Linked DNA regions of Mus musculus: region 2 is linked to region 1. A link is a contact called in public promoter capture Hi-C data. All regions are on one chromosome and are shown on one strand. Each heading gives the region's core, a stretch centred on a gene start, on an enhancer-like site or on the middle of the called end of the contact. The rest is flanking DNA. Distances are from core to core; before and after follow the strand shown.

Region 1 (6,189 bases), core at 1,666-4,165:
TTTAAAGGATAGAAGCCCTGAGGTGGTGCATGCCTTTAATCCCAGTACTAGGGAGGCAGAGGCAGGTGAATTTCTGAGTTCAAGGATAGCCTGATCTACAGAGTGAGCTTCAGGACAGCCAGGACTACACAGAGAAATCTTGTCGCCAAAAGGGAGGGGAGATAGGAAGATGGCTCAGTCAGTAAAGTGCTTGCTTACAAGAACCTGAGCAGTACCCATAAGTAGCAGCTCACATCTATAAGCCCAGTGCTGGGGGAGTGGTAGTGGTGGAATCAGGTGGATCCCCAGAGCCCACTGGCCAGCTATCTAGTCAAATCAATGCGGTGACCTCCAAGTTCAGAAGCAGACTCTGTCTCAAAAAATTGGGTAGAGAACAATTAAGGATAACAGGAGTCAATCTCTGGCTTGCACGTGTGCATATGCACATACATGCACACCCATACACACACTCATGATCATACACGCACACACACTACACATAAATAATAAAATAAATTAATAAATGGTAAAGATACTGGGGCCCAGAACTAGGAAGTGGGAGCCCAGCTTCTGAGGAACAGCTAGAGACAGTGGAGTAAGTCGAGGCAGGTGGGGGAGCTTGAGAGGAGGGGGAGGCATGTTGCATACACCCCAAAGGGAACATAGCATCTTTTCTCTCATTCTTGGGAGCATTATCATAAAGTCTTTCGTGTGTGGTAGGTAAATCAGAGAGCTTAAAAGGGTTCCCAGGAGGGAGAAGGAGGCGGGTTAGAGAAAGGCTAGCAGCTCTGATATTTGCAGACCAGAGAAGCAGGAAGGTCAAAGTAGAGAATTCGGTGATGGTCCTTGCCCAGAGGCTGAGGTAGTCCTTGTACATACAGTTGAGTCCTTGAGGAAACTCTGCCAAGCCTGAAGCCTGGGCGGCTGGTGAGGAGTCGGGGACCAGGGAAGGCAGATGGCTCAATACCAAAAGCTGCTGCCTCTCAGCATTAGGAAGGGTGGAGGCGGGGCACCCTCCCTCTCAGAAATCTGCCAGGATTTGTGCCAGAGGGAAGGATTTGAGCTCTGAGTCTAACCATCCCCAGGCCTAAATATCTCCACCCCCTCCCATATGGGTGGACCAACACTCACTAATTCAATAAGGAGCACTCACAGAATTGACAGCCTGTTTCCAAGAGGGGCCGTTTGAGCTCTGAGGGGTAGGGAAAGAGCAGCTGTATCCAGAAACAATTTATGATGGTGATGGTGGTGGTAGGGTATTGGGCTGTGTAACAGGAAAGGAGTAGGGGGCTCACCACGGGCAAATGTGGCAGTATGGAGTGCAGGTCTGTTTGGAGGGGGAGTCTGAAGGTTATGAATCAGGAGTCTGAGAACTCCTTCCTTCCTGCTTTGGAAGATTTGGCTCCACATTCTTGGCAGCTATTTTGTATAAATACCATTCTCGAATAGTATCCCCTGGGAAGGCACAAAAGAGCAGAATAAAAATGGGTGTGTGTGTGTAGAGAGAGATGGAGGAAGACCATAGGCAGTACCCATCTTAGAAGGATGTGATTTGGCCGTACTCCAGCTATACTCTCCCTGTTCATAGCGTGCTCCAGGTACCCAGGATCCTATTAGTCTCCTACATGTCTACAAGGCCAGTTTTAGAGCCCATGTGGACTGTTTTCTCAATATTTATCCTGATTCTCAGTCAAAAGGTAGCTCAGGGAGGGGGCTGTAGTTCAGTGTAGAGTGCTTTCATAGCTGTACAAAGAGGAATGTGGGACAGAAGAGGAATGGGTTGGGGAATATAGACAGAATTTGAAGAAACAGGCTGACCTATCTCCTTGGGATATGAGATTGGGAGCCAAGAAAAAGAGGGGTGATAAAGCTCTGCCTCCAAATGTGCAGAATGGTCTTAGCCACAATACCACATTTGATCCCGAGGCCTTCTTTTTTTTTTTTTTTTTTAGATTTATTTATTATTATATGTAAGGACACTGTAGCTGTCTTCAGACACTCCAGAAGAGGGAGTCAGATCTCATTACGGATGGTTGTGAGCCACCATGTGGTTGCTGGGATTTGAACTTCGGACCTTCGGAAGAGCAGTCGGGTGCTCTTACCCACTGAGCCATCTCACCAGCCCCCGAGGCCTTCTTAAACAGTTTTTGAGACACCCAATAATCTTAACCCATATTTCCTCTGTTTTGTTTGTTTGTTTGTTTTGTTTCTTTGTTTTTGTTTTTGTGTTTTGTGTTTTTTAGACAGAGTTTCTCTGTGTAGTCCTCCTGGCTGTCCTGGAACTCACTCTGTAGACCAGGCTTAAACTCAGAGACCCAGCTGCCTCTGCCTTCTGAGTGCTGGCACTAAGGGCGTGGTGCCATGCTCAGCTTCTGTTTTCTCCTTATTTCCTTTTGTATCCAAACAGTATTCAGGATCAGTGAATTCTGGGAGAATTGTCAGATTTGGGGTTAAAATGATGGTATGTGTGCTGCTACCCACACTTCAGTGTCTCTTTTGGAATAGAAATATGAAAATGAGAGCTCTAGTGCCTACAGGGGCTTTCGAGAACAAAGGCCAAAACCCAAATAGAAGCCAGGTTAGAAGCCAAAACAGAAGCCAGGCTAGAATTCACTGTTATGCCTCGTTTCTGGGAAATAGCCACAGTATCAGAATGATTGAAGGTAGGGATAGATGGCAACATCACTGGGAGACAGAGAGTTGGTTTCTCCATAGACCCTGAGACTCTGGGTACCAGCGTACCTCAGCTCTTCGGATTATCTCAGATAAAAACCACCAGAACCAATTAGATTAATCCTTCTGCCTGTTTGGCAGCTTAGACAAGTCTTAGACAAAGAACTACAATTCCCAGAAGGTATTGTGGCAGGACTCGCCTCTTGCTACGTTTCTATTGGTTGGTGTGTGTTGCCGCCGGCCAATGGTAAATGATTTCCTTAGTAGGTGTCAAGATGGCGCTGCCTACGATGTACAACCGGTTTGTATGGTAGGCTTAAATTTGGGGAGATGGTAGATGTAGGAAAAGAAGGAATTACAACTTCAGGGCCGAGGAAGGTAGAGGCAATGGGGAGAGGGTAGATCTGGGTTTGGGGTGGAAGTGGTGAGGAACGCAGCTAGAGCGAAGGGCATAATTAGACAACCGGAGCGGGCTTAACCCTTTCCTGCTCGCTTCAGGGCTTTGTTGACACTTTCTGTCCCAATTCGAGAAACGGTTGTTCAGAAACCGAGAAGGTGACAGAGCCGCTAACTTGACGCCTTCTACTCTGCCTAGTTTTTTTCCTCTCTGTTTATTTTTCTGTTTGTTTGTTTGTTTTGCTTAAACCTTCTCGAATTTCCGTTCTATTTATGTCTCCCTTGTTCTTTCCCTCAGAACTCCAGTTCTCATCTGGCTCCGTTTTTAAACTCCCACCTTGTCACTCATCTCGCCTCCTTGGAGTGACATCATGAAGGTGGTGAACCTGAAGCAGGCCATTTTGCAAGCCTGGAAAGAGCGATGGAGTGACTACCAATGGGCAATCAACATGAAAAAATTCTTCCCCAAAGGAGCCACCTGGGACATTCTCAACCTAGCAGGTCTCAAGTAAAATGGGCAAAGAAGGATGGGAGGGGTGTCCTCAGAAAAGCTGTAAACACTCAGCCTTACTTTAATTTTCCTTGCAGAAGCGCTCCTGGAGCAGGCTATGATTGGGCCTTCCCCCAATCCTCTGATCCTGTCGTACCTGAAGTACGCCATTAGTTCCCAGGTAAAGATTCCCGACTCTTGGCTTTTGGAGGTGAAACACCTGGAGAACTGACAGTTGTCCATTTAGGCTTAATTTATTGCAAAAATAACACTCCATTTGTTGTAATGAATGAATATTACATTTATTTACTCTCTCCATATACATTTACAAGTAAAACTTAAAAAAAAAACTACATGTACTTATGGGCGGGGAGGGCATGCACATCGCAGAATGCTTGTGGAGGTAAGATACTTTTGTAGCCAGGCGTGGTGGCACACGCCTTTAATCCCAGCACTGGGGAGGCAGGTGCAGGCGGATTTCTGAGTTCGAGGCCAACCTGGTCTACAACGTGAGTTCCAGGACAGCCAGGACTATACAGAGAAATCCTGTCTGGAAAAACCAAAAAAAAAACAAAAACGATACTTTTGTAGAGTTTGTAGAGTTCTTCCCACCTTTCTGGGGATTTGAACTCATATTAGCACGCCAAACACCTTCACCTGCTGAGCCTCTTTGCCAGATCCTTGTTTCTGTTTTTGAGACAGTGTTTTATGTAGCCCAGAATGGACTTGAATTCCTGATTTTTCTGCTACCGCCTCCCACAATTGATTTGGGGGTGGGTGGGTGTTGATAATCAAACCTAGGACCTGCAGATGCTAGGCAAGTGTTCTACCTTTGAGCTATTATAATCCCTCTCTGGGTGTTTGCAAATGTTAATGTTTGTCACACAATGGTAAGTCCTGGGGATTTGATCCCAGTACACAAGGGAAGTTGAAGGCAATGCAGACTATCGCTAATCGTTGAGCGATGGGGTTTATGGTATGATTAGGGCAGAGTATAGAAATGAAGAGAGGATATGGAAGTGATGCCTAGTCCTGCCTGAGCAATCACAGAAGGCTTTCTAAAGGAAGTGATGTTTAAACCAAGGTCTCTATGGTGAGTAGAAGTTAGCCACACAGATGAATGAGAATGAAGAGCAGAGAGAGGAAATTATAATTCTACACAGGCTGGGCTGGACAAATTATAAGTTATCCACTACTGAAAGTGAGGGCTGCAGATACAGTTCATTGGTAAAGTGTTTGCTTAGCAGGGACAAGGCCCTGGATTTGATCCCCGGCACCACAAAAAACCTGAAGGATATTTGGCATTGGTGCAACAGAGCTGAACACTACCCAGCACTTCTGTTTATTATATCACATATGTGATATCATAGGCATCGAGACAGAAATTTAAGGTACACTTACCCAGAGATAGGGATGGAGCTCTGTTAGTAGTGTGCTTGCCTAGCATGGACAAGGTACTGTTTTTGTTTGTTTGTTTGTTTGTTTGTTTGTTTATGATGTTGCAATGCTATAGAGAAACCCTGTCTCCAAGCTGTCTCTGTGTAGCTCTGGATGTCCTGAAACTCACTATGTAGATCAGGTTGGCCTCAAACTGACAGATCCATCTGCCTCTGCTTCTAAGAGCTGGGATTAAAGGTGTGCGCCACCACCCCTGGGTTTATTCTTTGTTACTCTACTAAACTGTAACAGGTAACATGAGCTGCATCACAGATGACTTTATGCTGTTACATTCAAATCCCTTGGTCTCTCTTGGGCTACTCCCCCCCCCCCCCACACACACACAGGGCAACTTTATTGAGTGGTAGCATGGTCACACCCAGCAAACGTGTTCGCTCTCATTCACTCTCTCTCTCTCACACACACAGACCTTGTCACAGTCCAGTTCTCAGCCACAGGGTGGGGAACCTCCTGGATTACTCGGCTCCAGAAGTAACAGGTGCCCGAGGGAGGCTCAGGGGGAGGAAGTGGGGAGGGGGTGCAGAGAGCAGGGGTGGGATGGGTTGGGAACACCCACCAGACAGCTACACGAAGAGTGAGATTCCCCGCCCTGGTGGCTTCAGCTTGGCTGCACCCCCTTCGAAGGAGCCTTCCAAGGTGTGGCTGAACATTCAGGGTTTGGGAAGGGCAGAGTCCCACTCCGTTTTAGTCCTCTCTGCAGGCTGGGGACTGGAGGGCAAGGTTGTCGGCTGCTTCAGCTCTGGGGCTTCTTCGGAGCCTCACCACCCTCTTCCCCAGCACTGTTGGCTGTCCACAGCGTCAGGTTGTCTCTCAGGAGCTGCATGATCAGGGTGCTGTCCTTGTAGGAGTCCTCACTGAGGGTGTGTAGGTCAGCCAAGGCTTTGTCAAAGGTGGTCTTGGCCAGCGAGATGGCCTCCTCGGGGCTGTTGGCTATCTCGTAGTGGAAGACTGAAAAGTTCAGGCCCAGGCCCAGGCGGATGGGGTTGGAGGCTGATGTCCATGGCCTCCTGGTAGGTTGACCGCGCAGAATCGATGATGCGCTTCTTGTCATCGCCAGTGGCCACCTCGGCTAGGTAGTGGTAGTAGTCACCCTTCATCTTGAGGTAGAAGACGTGGCTCTCTGCATTGGACTTTTCTTCCTTGTGCTGGGGATTAAGCCCAGGAACTTACAGGCACAAGGTGACCACCCACGT
Region 2 (6,470 bases), core at 1,266-3,765, 220 kb before region 1:
GCACAGCAGCCTCCCATTCTCCCGGGTCACATGCCAGGCACACACCAAGTGTCCCCCGGGATGAGCTCGCACAGTATCTGGTCATGTGTCTGTGTTACCTAATGTCGCTGTGTTACCAACCAGGAAACAATGCCAAGAGATCGACACATACGTGACACAGGTGTCTAAGGTTTTAACCTCGAAGCCCAAGGAATGCCAAGGACGCATAAGCCAAAGAGGTTCACCCCTTGGCCCCCAGGCCAGGAAACACAAAGACATTAGAGATAGAGCCCCCCACACACACACATTATGAAGGTCAAAGTCTCTGAAGCCCTCACATCAAGACACCTCTGCCCCTAAATCAGGCCTGCCCCCCTCCCTCCAGCCCTCCCCCACTCCCCCCCCAGCCCTCCCCCACAGCTCCACCACAAGCTGACATTCCCCTCCCCAGCTCTGGATTTAATTCTTAGGAAACACTGGTCTCACCCAGTATACACAAGCCATTAACCCCTCCCCCCCTTCTCAGCATACTCAGCCCTGACCCCCTCCTCCCAAAGAACACACAACCCTGACCCTCGTCACACAGCACAGAGAAGACCAAACCTCCACAGCAAACAGGCTTCAGGGGCCAGGAGCCAAAGGGACAGGAGTCTTGTGCTATCTCTGGGGCCTCCACCCTGGTTCCCTAGGAGACTCCCAGTAGGACAATACCTAGCTCTCCCCACCGTGACCTGGAGGGGCCTTGGCCCTCCCACAGGTCACCTGCAGAGTACATACAACACACCTGAGGTGCAACCTTGCAAGAGGCCCAGGAAGGGGAGGCCATCTCCACAGACGTGGGATTGGAGCGGGGGGGGGGGGGGGGGGTTGGGGGGGGGGGAGCCTGGAAGATCACCAGGACATAGCATCACTGCTGCAAGCCACTCCACACACCCCCCTCCAGGAACTACCTGACACCTTCTAGACCCAAGGGCTAGGGGAGACTAAAGCTGCAAAAACTTTTAGTTGTTTTCCAGGTACCAGGAGCACTGTAGGAGGGGGTGGTCTCAGAGCCAAGGCCTCTGGTCCCTGGTCCTAGAAGGTGCTCAGAGGCAGGGGAGTAGGGAGGAAGAGAACTGTTGTTGTTTACTAGGAGAGGGGGATGGGTGGGAAACCCACAGACTCACAGAGGCAGGAAGAGGGCATTGCCTAACCTGGGTGGAGAAAGCCAAAGAAGGCTGCCATTAGCCCAAAATCCGGGCACCCCACCCTAGGAGTAGGTTACCAGGGTAGGGGTTCACCCCACCCACCTCTAAGAAAGAGGAAGGAGCTTGCAACACTCAGGGGGAGGGCTTTTCCTCTCACAGGGGCCAGATCCTAAATCCCCCTGCAACCTTCCATCTAGTCAGGTTCATGTGTCCAGGCCCCTGTGACATCACGGGGCAAGCATAAGTGGTCCTTGGTGGCACTGGCGTCCAGGACTCCCCAACTCCTCTCCTCTCTCCTCCTTCCTCTTTGGTTTGTTTTGTTCTTTTTTTTTTCCCCAAGACAGGGTTTCTCTGTGTAGCTTTGGCAGTCCTGGAACTTGCTTTGTAGACCAGGCTGGCCTCGAACTCAGAACTCCACCTGCCTCTGCCTCTTGGGTGAAAGGCATCCGCCGCCACCACCCGCTTTCCTTTCTGTCTTAAAAACTCCACCCTGAAAGAAAGCACAATTCTTCCAGCTCCTGGGATGTTTGAGATGGAAGCTCAAATGCAGGGAGTATTTTTACATAGGTTTCCCCCCATACCCCCAGCAACTCTGAGCCCCAGAGCTTGATCTCCTTATTAGCACAGACTAGGAAAAAAAAAAAAAAAAAACCAGAACACAGTAGGGGGTCTCAGACTCTGCTGAGTAAGGTGGAGAGAATAAAAGGCAGAATTAAAAAGTGGAGGCTTAGGGACCCTGAGGTAGGGCTAGAGAGACCTCTCAGTGGTTAAGAGCACTGACTGCTTGCTCTTCCAGAGGTCCTGAGTTCAATTCCCAGCAAACACATGGTGGCTCACAACCATCTGTAATGGGATCCGATGCCCTCTTCTGGTGTGTCTGAAGACAGCTACAGTGTACTCATATAAATGAAATATATCTTCTTCTTTTTTTTTTTTTTAAAAAAGAGGAAACTGAGGTAGCACTTGTCCACTCCCTAACCCTAGGGTGTAAAGGCTCACAGGCATAGACTACCTGCTCCTGAAGGCTGGTGAGGCCTGGAAGGGAGGGGGCTGCGACAAAGCCATAGGCAGCGATCCAGGAAGCAATGGTGGCTGTGGGCAGACATCCAGTTGTGGGCAGTGAGGCGCCCAGCCAGAGCCTGCCCCAGGGACAAAGAGACTCCCTGGCTCCGGGGAGAGAGCGCGGCCCCCACACCAAGAAGGGGGCACTGACCCAGCCCAGCCGGGCACACAGGGCAGTGGTGCCAGACAGCTTGCCAATGGGAGGGGCAGTGGGTGCCAGGCAGGGTGCTCTTGTCCCTGCCAACCAGGAGAGGTAGGACACGTTTCCCAGGTCAGCAGCTGACCAGCCGGCCGGCCAGCCAGCCATGGCCGACTCTGCCGCTTCCACTCCCTCCAGCCCCAGGCCAGGCCCAGATCCCTCCTCTAAGGCTCTGGCCTGGAGCCCAGCTGGGCCCTGGGGGCCAGAGTTACTGTAAGCGGCCTGGCAGGCCCCAAGCCTGGACTTTGCCAGCTGGCTATAGCCACCGCCACCTCCCACTACCTGGCTTGGCCAGCCAGGGAAGGGCACTGAGACCCCCGCCCAGCCAACGAGTGACCCTCATGGCAGAGAGGAGAGGTAGAAAACACCCTGCCAAGCCTGTGCATGTGTCCAAGGCCAGAGTCCAGGCAGAAAGCCCCCATGGAGTCCCTCCCTGTCCTTCTGGGGCGGGGGAGTTGGCAAGGGGAGGGCAAGGGCTCCAGCTGTGCTGAGCTGCCCTGGACTGTCTCTTGAAGCCCTTTCCCTCAGAGTACTGGAGGGGGGATGGAGGGGGGGGTTCATTCTCACTGTGTAGGGCTGTCATTTCCACCAAACGTTGAGAGGTTTGTTTATCCACCTCAGCCTCTGCATCCATTCCTACTCAGAGCTATTTATAAGGCACTCAATAGCATAGCACCAGGGACACAGAGACAAAGGGGGACAACATAGGAAGAAACAAAATGGTCTCACCTCCCCTCTAACCCCCAGTATCAAACGGACCATCTTCAGGTCCCAACCCCACCCACCACCACACAATGGTCACCCTGGTCTAGAAAAGACCTTGCCACTCATCGGGTCCTCCAGTGGAACAGATGTGTCCAGGAACCCAAATCCAGAGGCCAGCCACCCGCCACACTCCCTTCCCTCAAGCCTCCCCACACAGACTTACTGGCTGGGGACGGTGTGCTGTAACCACTGACTGGAAGCTGGTGCTGGAGGCTGGTGAGAGCGCCGGGTGGGGAGAGTCCACCCAGCATAGGGGGAAAGAAGAAGGCGTAGGGGGGTACTGGGTACCCATTGAGGTGCCCGCCCCCAGGTGTTGGGCAGGAACTGCTATTGCTGGCCATGCCAAGCAGCCACAGTCAGAAGAGCAGGCAAACAGTCTGGCAGGTAGTTGTGATGGCCTTCACGCAGTCCCTCTTCCTCGGGGCATGGGGCCGGGGGGCCCAGAGGGGGGGTTGGGTGGTCAGCCCACCCCCACCCCCTTCTGTCCCTGGAGCTGCAAGTCCCAAGTTAGTCAACTTTAGTCTTCTGGGTCCCCCTCCCTAGCCGGAGGGGCCAGGTGGATTGGGGGATGTCCCAAGAATCCGTCCTTTGGTTAAGCGGTCCTGGGAGACACTTTTGTAGGAAGGTCCAGAGCTGGTCTTCAGGGTATCAAAGAGGATGCCACTCCCAGAAGGGCCCCAGGTAGGTGGCTGGGGGGAGGCATGTCCTGTGGTGCTGCAGAAACAGGAAAGACACAGGTAAGTGGGCACTGAGCGGGCACACGGGGATTCCCCACGGTGCTCCCCAACCTGGGCGGCCAGAGATTTTCCTGTGGCACCCAGCTGAGCAGACACCTGGCACCATGCCTGGATGGCAGGGCCAGCCTAGGACCAGGGCCCAGACACTGCTGGGGATGGCAGGACAGAACAGCCAGGCTGGGGATATGGGGACAGGACCCAGAGTACTGGATGGCCTCTCACCCAGAATGCTTGGGAAAGGGTCCACAGTGTGACCCCAAAAGATCCCTGCAGCTGAAGCAGGCAGCTGGCTCTCCTTCCCCCAGTGCGGGTTACCTGAGGTCAAGAAACAGAGGAACGCGTGCTGGCAGGGAGGGGGGGAAGCCGCTTCCCTAAAGCAGTGGCACTTCTCAGAAAAATGACTCCTAAGCTAGAGGGGGGCCCTCTCTTACACCACTTCCCTCCCCCTAAACCTAGCATCCCAGATTAGTCTGTCCCTCCCATGAGTTCCATGCACTCAGGGAAGTGGACCTCCAGGTCTCCTAGGCAACGTCTCCAATACAGAACAGTACAGGTGGCCCTGGGAAGGCCTATGTCAGGAAGACAAGGCTTGCCCAGGATAGAAGTCCCCAGCAAGAGAGACTTAAGTTCAGATTTCATCGGACTTCCATCCATCTGCAAGGGCAACACACAGGATGGGGGCTGGTAGGTGGACAGGAGATGCAGGACCAGCCGCTCCCCTCACCAGGGTATACACAGACTCACACCCTATGAGCAGCTGAAGCCAGCGGGGCATACATACATGGGGGCGGGCGAGAGAGAACACCTTGGCATAGGTTCACAGCTGTGACCTACAGCTTCCCTGACACAGCCAGATAGGCAGACGCAGAGCAGAGGGGGAAAAAGAGAGAGAGCTAAGGATATTCCAATCCTGTTTGAGTACAGATTAGACCTAAAGACATACCATGTACAGGCACCTGTGTATGTGTGTCGGTGGGGGGATGGATAGACAGGTGGATGGATGGATGGATGGATGGACGGACAGACAGAGGAAACACAAAAGTAATCACAGCCAATCAAAGCCAGCTCTTCCTTCCTTCTGTTCTCCTGCCAGGTGCTGTTCCCAAGAATGTTCTCACAGGCCTTTATTCCCAGCACTTGGGAGGCAGAGGCAGGTGGATTTCTGAGTTCCAGGCCAGCCTGGTCTGCAGAGTGAGTTCCAGGACAGCCAGGGCTACACAGAGAAACCCTGTCTCGAAAGAACCCCTCCAACCCCCCCCCCAAAAAAAAAGAATGCTCTTGAATGTCTACACACTAGGCTGACTGTGACTGGCCAGCTAACAGACACTAGGGATTTGGTTCTGTTGGTAAACAACTTGCTACAAAAATAACGGGGCCTAATTTTGGATACCCAGCAACCCTGGAAAAACGGGGGCACAGTGGCACACAGCAGTAATCTCAGTGCTGGAGAGTCAAGGCCAGGAGGATCCCCGAGGTTGGCCGGCCAGCCAGCCTAACTCAATCGGTGAGCTCCAGGTTTGCTCCGAGACACTATCTCAAAAATTAAGATGGAGAGCTACTGAGAAGGAAAGGCACCCAGTACCAGTGTCTGGTCTCCACACATACACGCATGCCCTTGTGCACGCATACAAACCAGGTAGGAAGTACTGGTTGGGAAGGCATATGTAGAAATGAATTCGCACACTGCTGGAGGAAGTGCCAAACACTACCACTGATCTGTGGAGCAGCTGGGCAGTTCCCCAAAAACGCTAAACATGGCGCTAGGGCACAGAGCAAGTCCACCCTTTGCTATCTACCCAGGAAACAAGACTGGCAGTTGAGCACAAGAATGTGTGTGTGTGTGAATGTTCAGAGCGGGAGTGCCAATCATGACCGGGCAGTGAAACCAACCCAAAGGTCTATCAGTGGGAAACAGATAACAAAATGTCAGATACCCAATGCACTAGACTCTTTCTGTGAGAGAGAGAGAGAGAACACACGAGAGAACACGGCGCTGACACAGTAACATGCCCCAGCCCTGAGAAGAACACGGTTCCCGAAGACCGTATGTTGTATGACTCGACTTCTAAGAATGCCCAGGAGAAGCAGATCTGCCTGCATAGATTTGTGGTTACTAGGAACTGGGGTGTGAATGTGAGGGAAATGAGAAGTAACTGCTCGTGGTAGGGGAGGGGTGGTAGAAACGTCTAAAAATCGATAGTGGCTGCACGGCTCTGAGTGCAGGAAACCCTCGCAGCTGTACGCTGTTTGTCTTTCTGGCTTCTTTTTGAGAAAGGTCTCCTGATACTAAATCATTCAGGCTGACACTGAGTTTGCAATCCCTCTGCCTCAGCCTCCAGGGCACTGAAATTATACCAGCCATGCTGGACTTAAGACTGTATGCTTTAGTGAGTTAATATCACAGCAAAGCTCTTAGGGAAGAGGGGGTGGGCACTTAAAGAATTGTCCCTTTCCAACACTCTCCCTCCATCCCTATACCGCAAATTTGGGACATACCAGGTTCCAAGCTCCAAGCTCCGGGCTTAAGCCTGGAGACTGGGG

The links. Promoter capture Hi-C pulls out the DNA fragments that hold promoters and counts their contacts.
Region 2: a promoter capture Hi-C map of neural stem cells shows a contact between it and region 1. The contact joins the enhancer-like site here to the promoter of Med24 in region 1. A contact is called at or near these places in 4 of 39 promoter capture datasets (the C10 cell line, liver, neural stem cells and 1 more), 5 of 484 Hi-C or Micro-C datasets (embryonic stem cells, nephron progenitors and trophoblast stem cells), 5 of 115 datasets of contacts at active chromatin or transcription factors (double positive thymocytes, embryonic stem cells, extraembryonic endoderm stem cells and 1 more) and 3 of 9 other capture datasets (adipose tissue, liver and pancreatic islet).

Annotation. Positions count from the first base shown.
Region 1 is chr11:98,726,145-98,732,333 of GRCm38.p6, reverse strand. Med24 (mediator complex subunit 24) reads left to right here and starts at 2,915. Exons shown (of 26, transcript NM_011869.3): 1 at 2,915-2,962; 2 at 3,347-3,549; 3 at 3,637-3,719. The coding sequence starts at 3,420. It also overlaps the pseudogene Gm31252.
Region 2 is chr11:98,947,681-98,954,150 of GRCm38.p6, reverse strand. It overlaps Rara (retinoic acid receptor, alpha), which reads right to left. Exons shown (of 9, transcript NM_009024.2): 2 at 3,356-3,906. The coding sequence starts at 3,533. Among named protein-coding and RNA genes, the nearest start is that of Gm22061, 4.5 kb to the right of the region's middle. Within about 2 kb of position 2,515, at least 165 of the 459 cell types and tissues checked have an H3K27ac peak or open chromatin away from gene starts, as enhancers often do. A contact at or near this core is called in adipose tissue, liver and neural stem cells, where this site is marked.